Linked DNA regions of Bicyclus anynana: region 1 is linked to region 2. A link is a contact called in public Hi-C data. All regions are on one chromosome and are shown on one strand. Each heading gives the region's core, a stretch centred on a gene start, on an enhancer-like site or on the middle of the called end of the contact. The rest is flanking DNA. Distances are from core to core; before and after follow the strand shown.

What was found. Hi-C and Micro-C count contacts between places; a contact is called where the count stands out from the background.
Region 1: a Hi-C map of whole body shows a contact between it and region 2, with 2.5 times the contacts expected there. The contact joins two enhancer-like sites. A contact is called at or near these places in 2 of 2 Hi-C or Micro-C datasets (whole body and whole larva).

What each region holds. Positions count from the first base shown.
Region 1 is chr9:8,638,011-8,644,832 of ilBicAnyn1.1, reverse strand. LOC112045111 reads right to left here. Exons shown (of 12, transcript XM_024081192.2): 5 at 6,015-6,161. Among protein-coding and RNA genes, the nearest start is that of LOC128198373, 30 kb to the left of the region's middle. Within about 2 kb of position 5,477, at least 8 of the 8 cell types and tissues checked have open chromatin away from gene starts, as enhancers often do.
Region 2 is chr9:8,598,563-8,605,578 of ilBicAnyn1.1, reverse strand. All of the region lies in intron 3 of LOC112045111, which reads right to left. Among protein-coding and RNA genes, the nearest start is that of LOC112045111, 28 kb to the right of the region's middle. Within about 2 kb of position 4,123, at least 8 of the 8 cell types and tissues checked have open chromatin away from gene starts, as enhancers often do.

The DNA of each region.
Region 1 (6,822 bases), core at 4,228-6,727, 38 kb before region 2:
AGGAGATGCTTTAATATGATAATTAACATTTACTTTTTTTATTAATTAACTTAAATTTAGCGAAATCACATTTAACTTAATTTGTTTAATAAAGCTTGATACAATAAAAACCATATCTGTTATTGTTATATAGGTTTTACGAGCGTTTCACGTAATAACACTTACATTTTATAATGATCATAATAATCTTAGTATAGAAATAAAAAATAATTACTCTCATCGGTAGCGTAGTTATTTCGAAGTTTAGAAGAGTAACAATCTAAAGAGATCATTGTACACAATCGTAGTCAAGGGTTAACTTGTAGAGAATAAAAATACATAGATAGTCTACGTGTACAAGTTACACAGATAGTCATTTCAAAGTTTAAAAGAATCGAGTGAATTTGAAAAAAAGATTTGGCCGGTTTCTATATTTAGTTTCAGAAATTCTTGAGCATGGCCAGTACTCGTGTTACTTAACCTAATTTTGCAGACATAAGTACATACAAAGCCATTAGCGAAGCAAAACAAAAATGGATAAATCGAACAATCGATTAATGCCGATGCCACCCACAATGCGCGGATCGTTTATAAAATGGCAATGCGTTTCCGTTGTGTGACGGACACTTTGATGCGTTTGCGTCCCGTTTTAAGCTGTTTTAAGCCATATTTGTCCATACAAGTTGCTAAACTCGCCGATCTTCGATAATGCCCTGTCGTAAATATTTTAGACTTGCATTGTGAAGTTATGGGCATGCTAACTTGCGGTTTTCTTTTGCTGATTAATGATATAACTCGTACATTGCTATTATTTTAAGTTTATCAAATTTTGTTATTTCCGCTTCATTACTTGAACGATTGGAAAGTGCAGTGTTAGAAAGAGGGTTGCAGGGAGCCGCTGGATGCTGACCGTTCTGTTTTGAACTCCATGCAAGAGTCATATATCCAGCAGTGGACGTCCATCGCCTATCAATGATGATGATATTGACTTGAAAGATTTACCGCTACATAATTTTAGCGTGTACCTTCTTAGACTAGGCAGGAGTATATCTACAATTAGGTATACCATCAGGTGACATCATAGTCAAAAGCGAGTCAATGTTGCATTAAAAAAAAACATATAAGTTGTCTCAATTTCAAGTTAAAGTGAGTTGATCTCTGTTTAATGTAAAATGAGTCCGGTTGGTTCACCGTCGAGGCTCTATAGTATTTTTTTTTTTTTTAATTTTGCCACATATTTATATGCAGCACATATGAGAACTAGACTATAGCGGCTCATCCTTGTAATCATCTCCTCTCGTCGTTAATTGTTCCTTTCAAAAGCTGCGAGCCGAAAACACAAAACCTGTCATTAACATAATACGAAATTCAATTGTCTTTGAAGTTGAGGCCTAATCTGATTTTCATTATCCCACACTGAACATTAATAAATACTAAAACAATGGTACATTGCGAATGAGTTATTTTATGGAGCAAATTGCGAAATTTTGTGTTTTTCAGTTCACACGTACAGAGTCTAAGTACTTGCCTATTTTATTGTCGTCGTAAATAACAATAAAATCTCAAATTACAACGTGTAGTATGTAAACTGATGCCTGACGATCTATGCATCTATAGTACAAGTAGATACTGTAATATTATAAGCATTTGCATTCATGTCTTAACAAATATAGTAGGTATCCTTTGATCAACCCATATACGGCTCACTGCTGAGCTCGAGTCTCCTCTCAGAATGAGAGGGTTTAGGCCAATAGTCCACCACGCTGGCCCAATGCGGATTGGCAGACTTCACACACGCAGAGAATTAAGAAATTTTCTGGTGTGCAGGTTTCCTCACGATGTTCTCCTTCACCGTTAGAGACACGTGATATTTAATTTCTTAAAATGCACATAACTGAAAAGTTGGAGGTGCATGCCCCGGACCGGATTCGAACCCACACCCTCTGGAATATGGGTATATGGGTATATGGGTTATAACGATCCTTTGATATTTAAGAATGGAATAACTTTTTTTTTTCTCTAACGTATTCTTTTATCATAGAAGTTAAAATACACAGAAAAATAACAGATATTCTAAAATTAAACTTTACCTACCAAAAGATCAACCAAATCCAAAAAGATATACTTATAGATGCAATATAAAGACAGTTTATATTAATATGTCCTCAGATGTCAATTCACAAATGATAAAGAATATGATAAAGCCTGAACCACCGTTGTTACTGTAAATTACTGTAAAAAATCAGAAAGTATAAAAAATATGCAGTTACCGTTAAATGGTCGCCATCAAAGAAACGTTACAAGTAATCATGTATATAATATAGATGGATATGTATCAAAAATTAGCCAATACTTAAACCTATACTTTGCATTTTGGTTAACATCATATTTGTTAACTTTATCTAGTTTCGAAATATCAAAAATTTCATAATTACAGCTAACTTCTAAAATTTCAAGACAAATTACGTCAGTCCCTCCACCAACCATCTACCAGTGTGATTACATCGTAACTTAACTGCTAAGCTGGTTGTAAATCTTTGCTTGTTCCGTAATTAGAATAATTAGGAATAGACGCCACTCAGTTTTTTCAAATGACTTTATTAGTTGTGATGTTATTATTTACTTTTTAATTAAGTAGGTAAATTTTTGTGTTTTTGGAGTCGGATTGATTTTTTTACTGGAGAAAGGTAGTTTGGAGAGTATATGCCAGAACTCCACCATCTATTTCCACTACTTTTTCTCCTTTTCTGCCACAAAATCACGTTTCTAATTCCTATAGCAAAAGTGCGTGGCATGCCTTTTTGGAGTCTAATTCCTACAAACACACCTTAACCTAAACCTAAACACACCAACACACACAAACACCTACAAACGCTAAAAGTAAAAGTGAAAAGCGCAATTCTTTAAAAAAAGTTAATGCTCGACAGTTAAAGATCTGACCCAAACATCGAACCCAACCCAAAAAGAGGTTTATGGGATTCGATCTCCACTATATTCGATGGTTAAAAAGACATTGAAAAAAAATAGTAAATAATATTAAAAAAGTATTTCATGGTAAGTTACCTGTTTCTTTGGCCCGATATCCGATCAGAGTGCCCCATTGGTTTTTCAAATCTTCAATCTCTGTACGTATATTGATCTCACTGGAGAATACTTTCTGCTGACCGAGCAGATTTTTCCGTCCGCTCTTAGAATCCGGTTGAAAGAACGAAACGATTTTGTGCAGTTTGCTCATCGTGAGAGAACTTGCAAGGCGATTTTTTAGCACGGTTTTACTCACGGCAAACTAACGGGCATAGTCACAGTTGGATTAGTTCGGTTGGAGTTGAATAACCGCACGCATTTGAAGAGTTTGATAACGCTGGGTTTTTTAACACTGTCACTGTAAACGGAGTACGAGTACGAAGGCAGAGGCGGTGTTTTTTGTGTTGGCTGTTCGGATGCGCGAGCTACAGTGTCGTGTCGCCCCTTCGTCTGTTGCACACTTTCTTCATGCAGTTCAAGGAACTTTCGTTGGATGCCGCTCACCCCCAATATAGTGACGAAGGGGTTTTGCAAGGCAAAAAAATCAGCAGTAGTCAAGTGCGGTTGTGTGGTTGTTATTAACTAAGGTTTAACTTTTATGTTTTTATTTATCTATTTATCTTAATATACAGGTTGTTCTGTATAATGGATAAAACGCAAACGTAGATAAACCACCTAATTATCTTGAAAAAAAATTAATAGTTTTGAGAAATCCCTTTTGACCAAGTTATATTTATTTTCGGATTTTTCAAAATCAGTTTTTGCAGCGTATCTGATGTAAATAAGGTTTTAAAGATCTGATTTTCGTTAAATAATAATGTTTTATTTGTTTGGTAAGAAGCTTTCAATGCAATAGTTGTTTTCCTGTCATTAAGATGACCGGATTTAAAAAAACATCCTGTAAAAAACATGAATAAATTTTAATAATTTATACATTTATCGAGGTTTGTAAATTGGTATAAAACTTGTATCTACTCTTTGTAGTCACAAAGTTGCTGGTAAAAATGTATGGAAAATGCTTATATTTTTATTCGCGAAAAATAAAGTTCTATATTTTTAAGAACCTACATACTTTATTTTAAAACTGCAGTTGGTCTAAATCCGTAACTGTCGTAAGAAGCAGGTAGAACTTTAGTTACGAGAGTATGTTTTATAGATTGGTTCCCTTTTTCTCTCCAACTTAGCTATTCCTGAAATAGGTAGGTACCTAACCTGCCCAACTAAATTGACATTTTGAATCTTTATTTTTAACTGAATATTAGTGGCTACAACAGATTTATTATTGCATGTGTGCAAATTGGTTTAGCAGCCACAGTGTATAGGAGGAACAAACATACTTACACACACACACACACAAACTTTCGCCTTTATAATATTAGTGTGATGTGATGTGACGTAAAGTGTGATTATTTGAAAAGGTCAACAGGTAATAATAACAAATTAATGGATCCTAGATACCTTATAACAAACCTTGACAGTCATTCCAACAACCGGTTAGTGCTTATAATTATTTTTATAAGTATTATATTTTACTTGTAAAGCAAACATGACAAGATCGATTTCAAGTGGAAATCTATGTTAAAGGAAGTAGGGCGTGACCGGTAACGCGAGTACTTTGTAAAGGATAAACGAAGCATGAGGTTTCAAATCAGAAGGTAAAATACCCATTAACTTCCGCTTCGTTTGATGCCTACTAATGAAGCTCCAAACAAGCAAGAACAGTATAATATTGTGTTTGTATACTATGAGACCTCCAACTTTTCAGTTATATGCATTTTAAGAATTTAAATATCACGTGTCTCAAACGGTGAAGGAAACACATCGTGAGGAAACCTGCATAACTGAGAATTTTCTTAATTCTCTACGAGTGTGAAGTTTGCCAATCCGCATTGGACCAGTGTGCTTGACTAATGCCTAATCCATTCTGAGAGGAGACTCGTGCTCAATAGTGAGCCGAATATGGTTTGTTAATGATGATATTAATAAAACAAAGTAGTGGACAAACATTCATTGATGCTTGAAAAAAGCGTTATAGATGAGTATAACGCGTTATAGATGAGTAGTACCTTAGAACTTTTCAAAATGTAGTATATTTAAATCTACAATATACTCATTTAATGCACATAATATTATTTCTTTTAGTTTAAACTTACACCAATTTTTTTTTAAACATTGCCTATATTTACTGCAGACCGCAATGCGTATTGCAGTCACGTAGGAAAGAGCGATGCATCCGCTCAATTTCTATTAACTATCAAATTAGCTACAATGTAGTGTTATTTGTTGCAACTCAGTTGCCAATGTTATAGGAATCTTAATTAATAGCTACTGAACAGATTATAAATAATATTATATTATAAACAAAAAAAAAACTACATCTTGTTAAAACGAAAACTATCAACTTATAAATTGTAGTCCACTGTCCACTCCACAGTTCCGCACTGAACTTAATCCATTCAGCGCCATCTAACGACCGTTGGTTTAACTACGCCGGAAACGCTATGAGGCAGCATTGTACTGTTTACTTATACCGCTAGATGGCATTACTAGTACAATTTTTTTTCACAGTCGCAATGAATCAATTTTCAATTCAAAGATTACAATGTATTATTTGTTTCAATTCACTGCTACAATCTACATACATGAGAAATCTATAATAGCACCGAATAGAACTAACAATCATCATTATAATGGATAGATATGTCACGTTGAATGTCCCCTGCAATAACTTTCTACATAATACAAAATGTAAACAAATTCTTTTATTTATTATGGTTTGAAAGGAGTGCTATGGTGCTAACATGCGACCAAAGATGTAGTATCTCGTGCACAGAAATAGACAAAATGTCTACCAAGGGCGGCATAGAAGCCCTTAGCTTTAGCGTTTTCTATATTCTGTGGTAGTACCAGTCCCATCTTCGTTCGGTTGACTTTTGTCTATTGCTCTTCAGGATATTCGTCGCTTGGTCGCATGTCTTGGCGATAGGTGTTACTGGACTTTATCAACTGACCTTTAGTGGTAGCAAGGGTGTTGGGTCTCTGTGCTGGCACTCTGAGAGGAGGTGGTTTTCTAGGAGAAGGTGGCGGGGCGAGCGAGTTGCGCGCACGCACTGCCACTGGTGACGATGACAGCTTTTGGACCACGCCATTTTTCTTGACTGAAAATTTCATATAATCGTTAGTTACTTGATTAAAATTTTCCTTCTTTTAACTATTTAATAATACTTATTTAAGTGCTTGCACAAATAAATTAATTTACTGACATATATTTAGGTTAAGGCGGTGCCAATCCAGTGCCATGTTTTAATTAAAGCCGTTTCTGAAAGAACCACAGCAATTTTGTAATTTAAACGGCTTTAAATAAAACACGACACTGAATTGCCACCGCATTCAAACTGATCAGAAGGTAACACATAGATACGATGTTATTTATCGCTTTTTAGTTTAGTGTGTAGGTTATTTTATTGTGTTGGAAGACGGTTGAATTTTTTATTAGGTATAATTTTTTGTTGTATCTACTCTAACTCTTGCCAAGTTAAAACTCTGAATTCTCGTTTAATGTTACTTACAACTTACAAGTAGGCATCGACCACGGACTACCTAGGCAACGAAATACCTACATTGTACGTCTACGGCAGAGTCTACTGTCTATGGACTAGCAGGGTTATTATGTAACTCGGTGTACCATTCAAGTAATAAGTCACTACATCGTTTCTCATCGTATTTTCGGAATTGTGATTGTGAACCATAGTTATTTCAAAGAAATTGACCTTGACTACGTCATTTTACATCAAATGGTAATGATTTTTTTTTGTTTTA
Region 2 (7,016 bases), core at 2,874-5,373:
TAGCTGGGTAAAATAATCTAGCGAGAACCTAAACCAAAGGGACTAAGGACAAAAGTCAAAGTACCTAGCCACACACAAAGAGCCATACCAGAAGAAGAAGTCGCACAAAACATAAATTTGTCTACAACTAAAACAAAATATTTCTTTAATATTAATTAGAACAGTTTATAAAGTATTTATAATTAATTTATAGAATAGATTAGCTAAGATTATGCCAATCAACGTAAATTGCAATCAGTTAACAACATTAAATAGTCATTGTAGATCGAATATAAGAAAAGGTGTGAAAGTGAATAGAGTAATAATCCTCTAATGGCAGTATTTTCTAATCACCTTGCTATTAGATTGTGCACTCTACGTGCTTCTATATGCAAGATATTTTAAATAAAAAAAATATTATAAAAGAAATATTATACTTTATAACTATATTTTTTGATTAAATAATGTTACTTAATCATTTAATACATAGAATATATGTTAACTTTCTCATGCATAATTAAAATATGTGTATGCTATTACATTTTGTTCTTAAAGAATTTGCCGTCTGAATTTGTAGCAGTATTTACAAACAGACAAATTTTACAGAATTTGATTTGATTAGTATATTTATATTATATCCTATCAATATCAACAGTATTTTCTTATACAACGTACGACTATAATATTCAGGCAAAGGCATTTTCCCGATATCTCTACAACTTCTTTAATTCTAATTTCTTCGCGCTAGCTACAATCAGGGGCTACCTTATCAGCAATGACAAAAGAAACAATATATTTTCTTTCAAGGTTTTCAGCATGCCCCTAAAAGTTGGAAACACCCAAAATAAGTTAAGTCACTGTTATGTTTATTACCCGACTGCAAGAAGGGTTATTTTAAGCCAGCATTTTTGTCAGAAATGTTTACCCTTCATTTGTACCCTTGTACCTATAGAATATATATTACGCCCCCCAACTAATTTTAATACAGGGCACGCTAAGCCTCTGGCCACAATATAACAATGTCGCAGATATGATAATAAATCAATATGCGTGTTATAGATGGAATCAAAATATCTAGTAATTAATTAGGGCGGGGTAGTTCGTATTACAATAGATTACTCAATCAAATAACACAAATAAAGGCCCAACTTTAAGTAGGCCGTACTACTAATCCATTGATATATCGACGGAATGTCACGTTCACGTAGGCTTTTAGGCCATTGTGCTATTATGTATTATTCGAGGTTCTACTTAAATATTTATGCTAATGAATACCATTTAGAAGTATTAAATTAGGTTAAATATATGGTGGATACCCCGAAGTACTAAATCATAATTTGGGCTTTTAATCATAATAACGGTTAGAAGCACGTGTTACAGATTAAAAAAACAATGAGATATATTTAATGATAGGTTTACGATCATTGTTAAATTTTTAATTTCTTGGAATAAGTACATTTGGGCTAAAGGATATTTTTATGGTGGCGAAATATAGAAAATTTACTTTATTATTAAACATCCTTATCATTCTTGTTTTGTAAATATAATGGTTAAATTAATTCTCGAGTTAGATGTGAACCATGTGGATGTTTATTTTAATAATACTCAGCTTTATTTAGAGTTATCATTATTTGTTTTCTTTGAATTTTAAATTAATTAGTTCAATCAAATCTAAAATTTCGTATTGTAAAAAAAATGTTTTGTCTTGTAGATTTGTCTTTGACCAACGAAACCTGTTATACTTGTCAAGTTAATCCTCCCCAACTTAGATAGTTCGCACTTTAAGTTCGCAATTTCGCCTTTCCGATGGGGTCAACGTTTCTCGGCCCGTCAACAAATCCGTCGACGAGAATAACCCGTTACACTGCATCGCCTTCCAGCGGATTTCACTTGCGAACGTTGCCTGCTAGACCATTAGACCATTTTATACCTCCGCCACGGGCTTTATGGCCAATCAACGGTGCAGTTCCAATTCTTGAGCCAATATTAGCGATAAATCTTACAACATGCATTAAAGAAGTTCCCAATATAAATGCAAAGTCGGGAAGGAATTACGTTATTCAAATCTGCATCGCTTTGTTGCCGCATTATTTATTGACTTCGCTCTTTTGAATTGTAAATATGAAACAATCAATTTCATCGTGCAGCTTTCTAAGTCTTTCGTTTAGTTTTGTTTAGTAACTGAACTTTTAACTTTACTACCATTTTCGAATATTACAAAATGAATGCTAAGTAAATGATGACAGGCATGTGTGTTTTCGACAAAATGGTGTTGTCAGACGTTGATCTTTTATCTCAATTACACTTAGATAAGAGTTGGTATGACACAGACAAATTGATAATCTACTGTTACACTCCTTTAAGAGCAGATCAACTAAATTACATCTACTATCTACCTCAACTTTACTTATCTCTAAGTGTTGAATTTTTGGTAAGAATTGGTCAACTCTCAGAGAGTTATTAATAAAGTGTTGTTCTGTTAAATTTAATGTCACGCTATTAAATATTGAAGGCCTACAAACTGCCTACAAATACAATGTTCTATAACCTCTCTCTAGATCTCACAATTACTTTTTGCGTGTTGAACTACATGGTCAGTCATGTAGTGAAAGGTAGGCATAGAACTTTGATTACAGTTTGATTCCGACGTAACCGTTCGTTGATAATCAAGTTATTGGTATGGTATAAACATATCAAATCAGTTCTTGGACTTTTATTTTTTTTTTTATTTTATTGGTAACACTTAACAATTATTGAACAAATCTATACTCTCGCCAAACTGTAAAGGCAGTTTGTTGGCGAGTTGACGCTCATTATTCTAATGATTATGTTAAAGTAATTGCTAAATCTAATTTTAATAAGATGGTGATAAGGTGGATTTGGTTGGCATCAAAGGGCTTTGGTAGGTAAGCTATCAAAAACAAGAATTGTTTTGATATGTTTAGATCTAATCAAATGTAAAATGTATATTTTTAACGTGTTATTCAAGTTTGCCAGTAGTTGAGTAATATAACTTTCTTATAGGTTATTGTTCTATTGTGTTGACTCGCCTTTTGTATAGATTTGTTTGAAAAAGTCATTGATTCCTCTCATTCGATTTCTTATGCCGATTCGATTTGTGGTAAGATAAATACAAGAGATTTTATAAGATCAGCCACAAGTTATAGGGAGTTATACATATATAGATAATTCCTACTCAAAATAAACAACAAAAATAAATAAAGTCGTAAGGACTAACTTGGCAACTGATTATAATAGACTAGCTGACGCCGCGCGGTTTCACCCGCTTGGTTCTCGTTCACATAAAAATACGGGGATATTATATAGCCTATAGCCTTCCTCGACAAATGGGCTATCTAACACTGAAAGAATTTTTCAAATCGGACCAGTAGTTTCTGAGATTCAAGCAACAAACAAACTCTTCGGTTTGTAATATTAGTATAGATATCAGATAAATACAATAGGTTTGGTTAAACAAGGTATACGAAAATTAACGAACGCATTTCAAAATATGTTGATCCAGCTGTTTTAATAGTAATGAAGGATTTTCGATGCAAAATATCTTTCGTCTCGTTTCTTTAACTCTTTATAAGTAAGTAGTATATGCATTTAACTGTTTACTTCTTGTTAGTCACTAATTTAATTTAACCACTGTGCTGACAATTTTTACGTAACGGTCATGTCTGTCTATTTTTACAACGGCTGGAATTCATTAAAAGGTAACCGTCGCGAGCATAATTTGCTTACATGACAAATTAAGTCACGTCAGTTGCAATGCAGTTTAATTTAATTTAAAATTATAGAAAAGTAAATTAGAGGGATAGAAAAACTTTACGGTTTAAAAAAAAATAAAAACTAAAATTATGACACCACACAAAAACAGGTAGGTACGTAGATACATGAAAGTAAACCGTTCACATTCGTGCAGCGTTCGTATCTCGTCATGTATTGAACTGTAGTTTTTAGCACTTCACTGGCATAGGTCACATTTTCCTTTGATAAAAATGCGGTATGCGGTTAACCTTAGGGACGGAGGGGAACCATTGATTTTTCGTGTTGTGACGTCACGCGCGACAGTCTAGCGCATACGGCGCGCGCCGGCTCGCGTCTCACCGGCGACTGGCAACGTTAACGTTCCGACTCGACTACTCGACTAGTTCGACTACAGTAACAACAGCCGACAGGAGGAAATGCCAGTTGCCATGCGGTCCTCCTCGTGTCACTCCGACGACCTTTTGCATTGATTTATACACGCAGCTGATTAGGAAAACAACAGTGTGCATCGACAGATCAATTTTGCAATGCAACTGCATTTGAATACACTTCTGTAGTACTTTATACCTACGCAAAGTGTTTTACTGTATTCGTCGCGACTCTGTCCGCGTAAATATAGGTTTTAAGGAAAACTTATTTGATAGGCGAAAGTGCCTGTCGCAGTTTTCCTTAAAACCTAGAATGAGGAAAAACAACACACCATAACGCTCAGATACATCATAATTAATTATTGTAATACCTAGAAGTTTTCATTTCAGACGCGTAGACTGACAATTTTTGGAATAGCTTTTAGACTCTCCCAGAATTCTAGTTTATTAATTTTTGTCTGTCGGTTTGTTCTGTCTAATCTCTTAATAGTTGAACTGATTTTGACGGGATATTTATACTATCAGATACAAGCAGATAGCTGATACGAGTACATACATTATAATTTTGTTTTTATTCCCGCGGACTTAATTTTTCATGTTGCTTACTCTTAAAATTCTGAGATAAATATAAATTTTTGATTTTCCGCCATTAGGGGCCTCTCAACTCTTTAGGGGTTAAAAATTTGCCTAAAAATATAAATCAGCCGAGTACAAGTTATATTTTTGACAAACGGTATAGGTTATTGATGGTCGAATAAATATTTTAAATAGTTTAAAATTTTCACCTCGTATGGTGTTAAGTAGGGGTTAATTTCTTTTGTGCCAGTTTAAAAAATAAAACAGAATACCATATTATTTTTGTATTATTACATATTGGATTGAATTTTGTCTGTTTTTATAAATTAGTTAGTAATTATATTAGATTTTCGTTTTAATGATTAGTTGAAATGCAAAAAATTATCAGAGACATTCCTACTTCATTCTAGTAGCCTAATCTACTATAATTAATTAATTAAAAAATCTGGGGCTAAATCGTACAGTTATCTATACTAATATTATAAAGAAATTATAACTGAACCGATTTTGAAAATTCTTTTATTAGTAGAAAGCCACGTATTCCCGCGGGAACGAGAACCACATTATGTATTTTTATGTAGTATTTTTATGTAGGTAACGATAAATGCCTTAAATTATTTATTGGTCCTTATTCTATATTATGGATGTAGCCAAAATTTCTAAAGCGGGGCTTAAGAATTCAATTTCATAATACCTTTCATTAAAAAAACACAAATAAACTTAATTAAACGAAATAGGAATCATAGTGGTTACGTACCTAGTTGAAATTGATAATATAGATAGCAAAGTTTATCTTCACAGCTTTACTATTGTCTTTTACAAGGCGTTACAGAGACAGAATATTTTAATGATTGCCAAATCAATTTAAATAATATGTAAAATATATAGATATTTATATGCCATCAACAAATAATTAAATATTTCAAAATGATGAAGAACCACACTGGTTATGTATTCGAATCTAATACAAATACAACTAGCAAGATTTATCCTTAGAGTATTTGCTATTATCTTTTTACCAGGCGTTAGAGTCAGCGAATATTATGAAACTTGCCAACTCGATTTAAATAATATTATGTAAGAGATATGCCACCAACAATGAGTTATTGAAAAATAATGAAGAACTATACGCGTAATAGTGATGTAGAATGAGAACTTAAAACTACCAGGTAACGATGTTTGTCCCTAGAGCAATTGCTATCGGATTTTAATAGGCGTTAGACAAATTTTCTGAAGCATGCAAACTCAATTAAAATAAATATACGATACGATTATAATGATTAAATCTAATATACATATACATTCATTTGTTAAGTTTTTTTTTGTTAAATAAAAATACTTAAATTAAGACGATTTAAAAACACAGCTAAAGTAGCTAAAGAAGATATGCACAATCCAATTTATCTATTATTTTATTTATTTATTAATATCTATTTACCAAGACATGAACAGAAAATGATTTATGATCCTTGTGACCTGTTTGACATGTGGAATTGGGTTTATTAACCATTCCAGTTAGACGTAGTTTTATAGGCTTAAGATTTGACTTCGTGCATATTACGAGTTGTTTAACTGCTATAGACCTAAGTTTAAACTAAGCATACCTATTTTGTATTGAGTTTTTTTTCCCTTTTAATAAAAAATATTATTATATTATTAAGGTCGAATGTTGTTACTTAATATAGTTTCACATTCTAACTGCTGTAAACATAAAAGCTCAAACGTAAAGTCATTCTAATACCTGTAATTATTCTACGAAACCTATATCCACGTAGTACCTTCCGTCCTACCTATGTAATTTAATACTATATTTCCTTATGCATATAGTTATTATGGACTAGGTAATTATACCTATGTTAAGAGAAACTAAAGCTTTTTGCTCATACCAACGTAAATAATTAAAATATATAATTGAGATAGCTTGGGCTTGGTGGCTTTGGTTCAGGATAAATAAAACAGTGATTTAACATATGCAGGATGTTTCCAACTTTTGGGCGCACCCTTTACCCGGAAAAACTTATATTTTTTACTTTTGTCATTTCTGAAGTGAAAGTCTATAGGCAGTTTTATATTAGGTATATATTTTGTTTCCAAAAAGAACCAGATTAAGTTCTCACCCAATCTCAAACTCACAATCTCTCTGTACTTATTACATTTTACAAATATTTTTGGCCCCTGTAGGCCCCGTAACATTGATACGGCTGATACGGCGGTAGCTATGCCTCTGCGTGATATACCCAAGACTACAACTTCAAGTAACATCAAGTGAAATAGTAGTCCAGCCAGACGTAGACCCTATCTCGTTCATAGACAAAAATA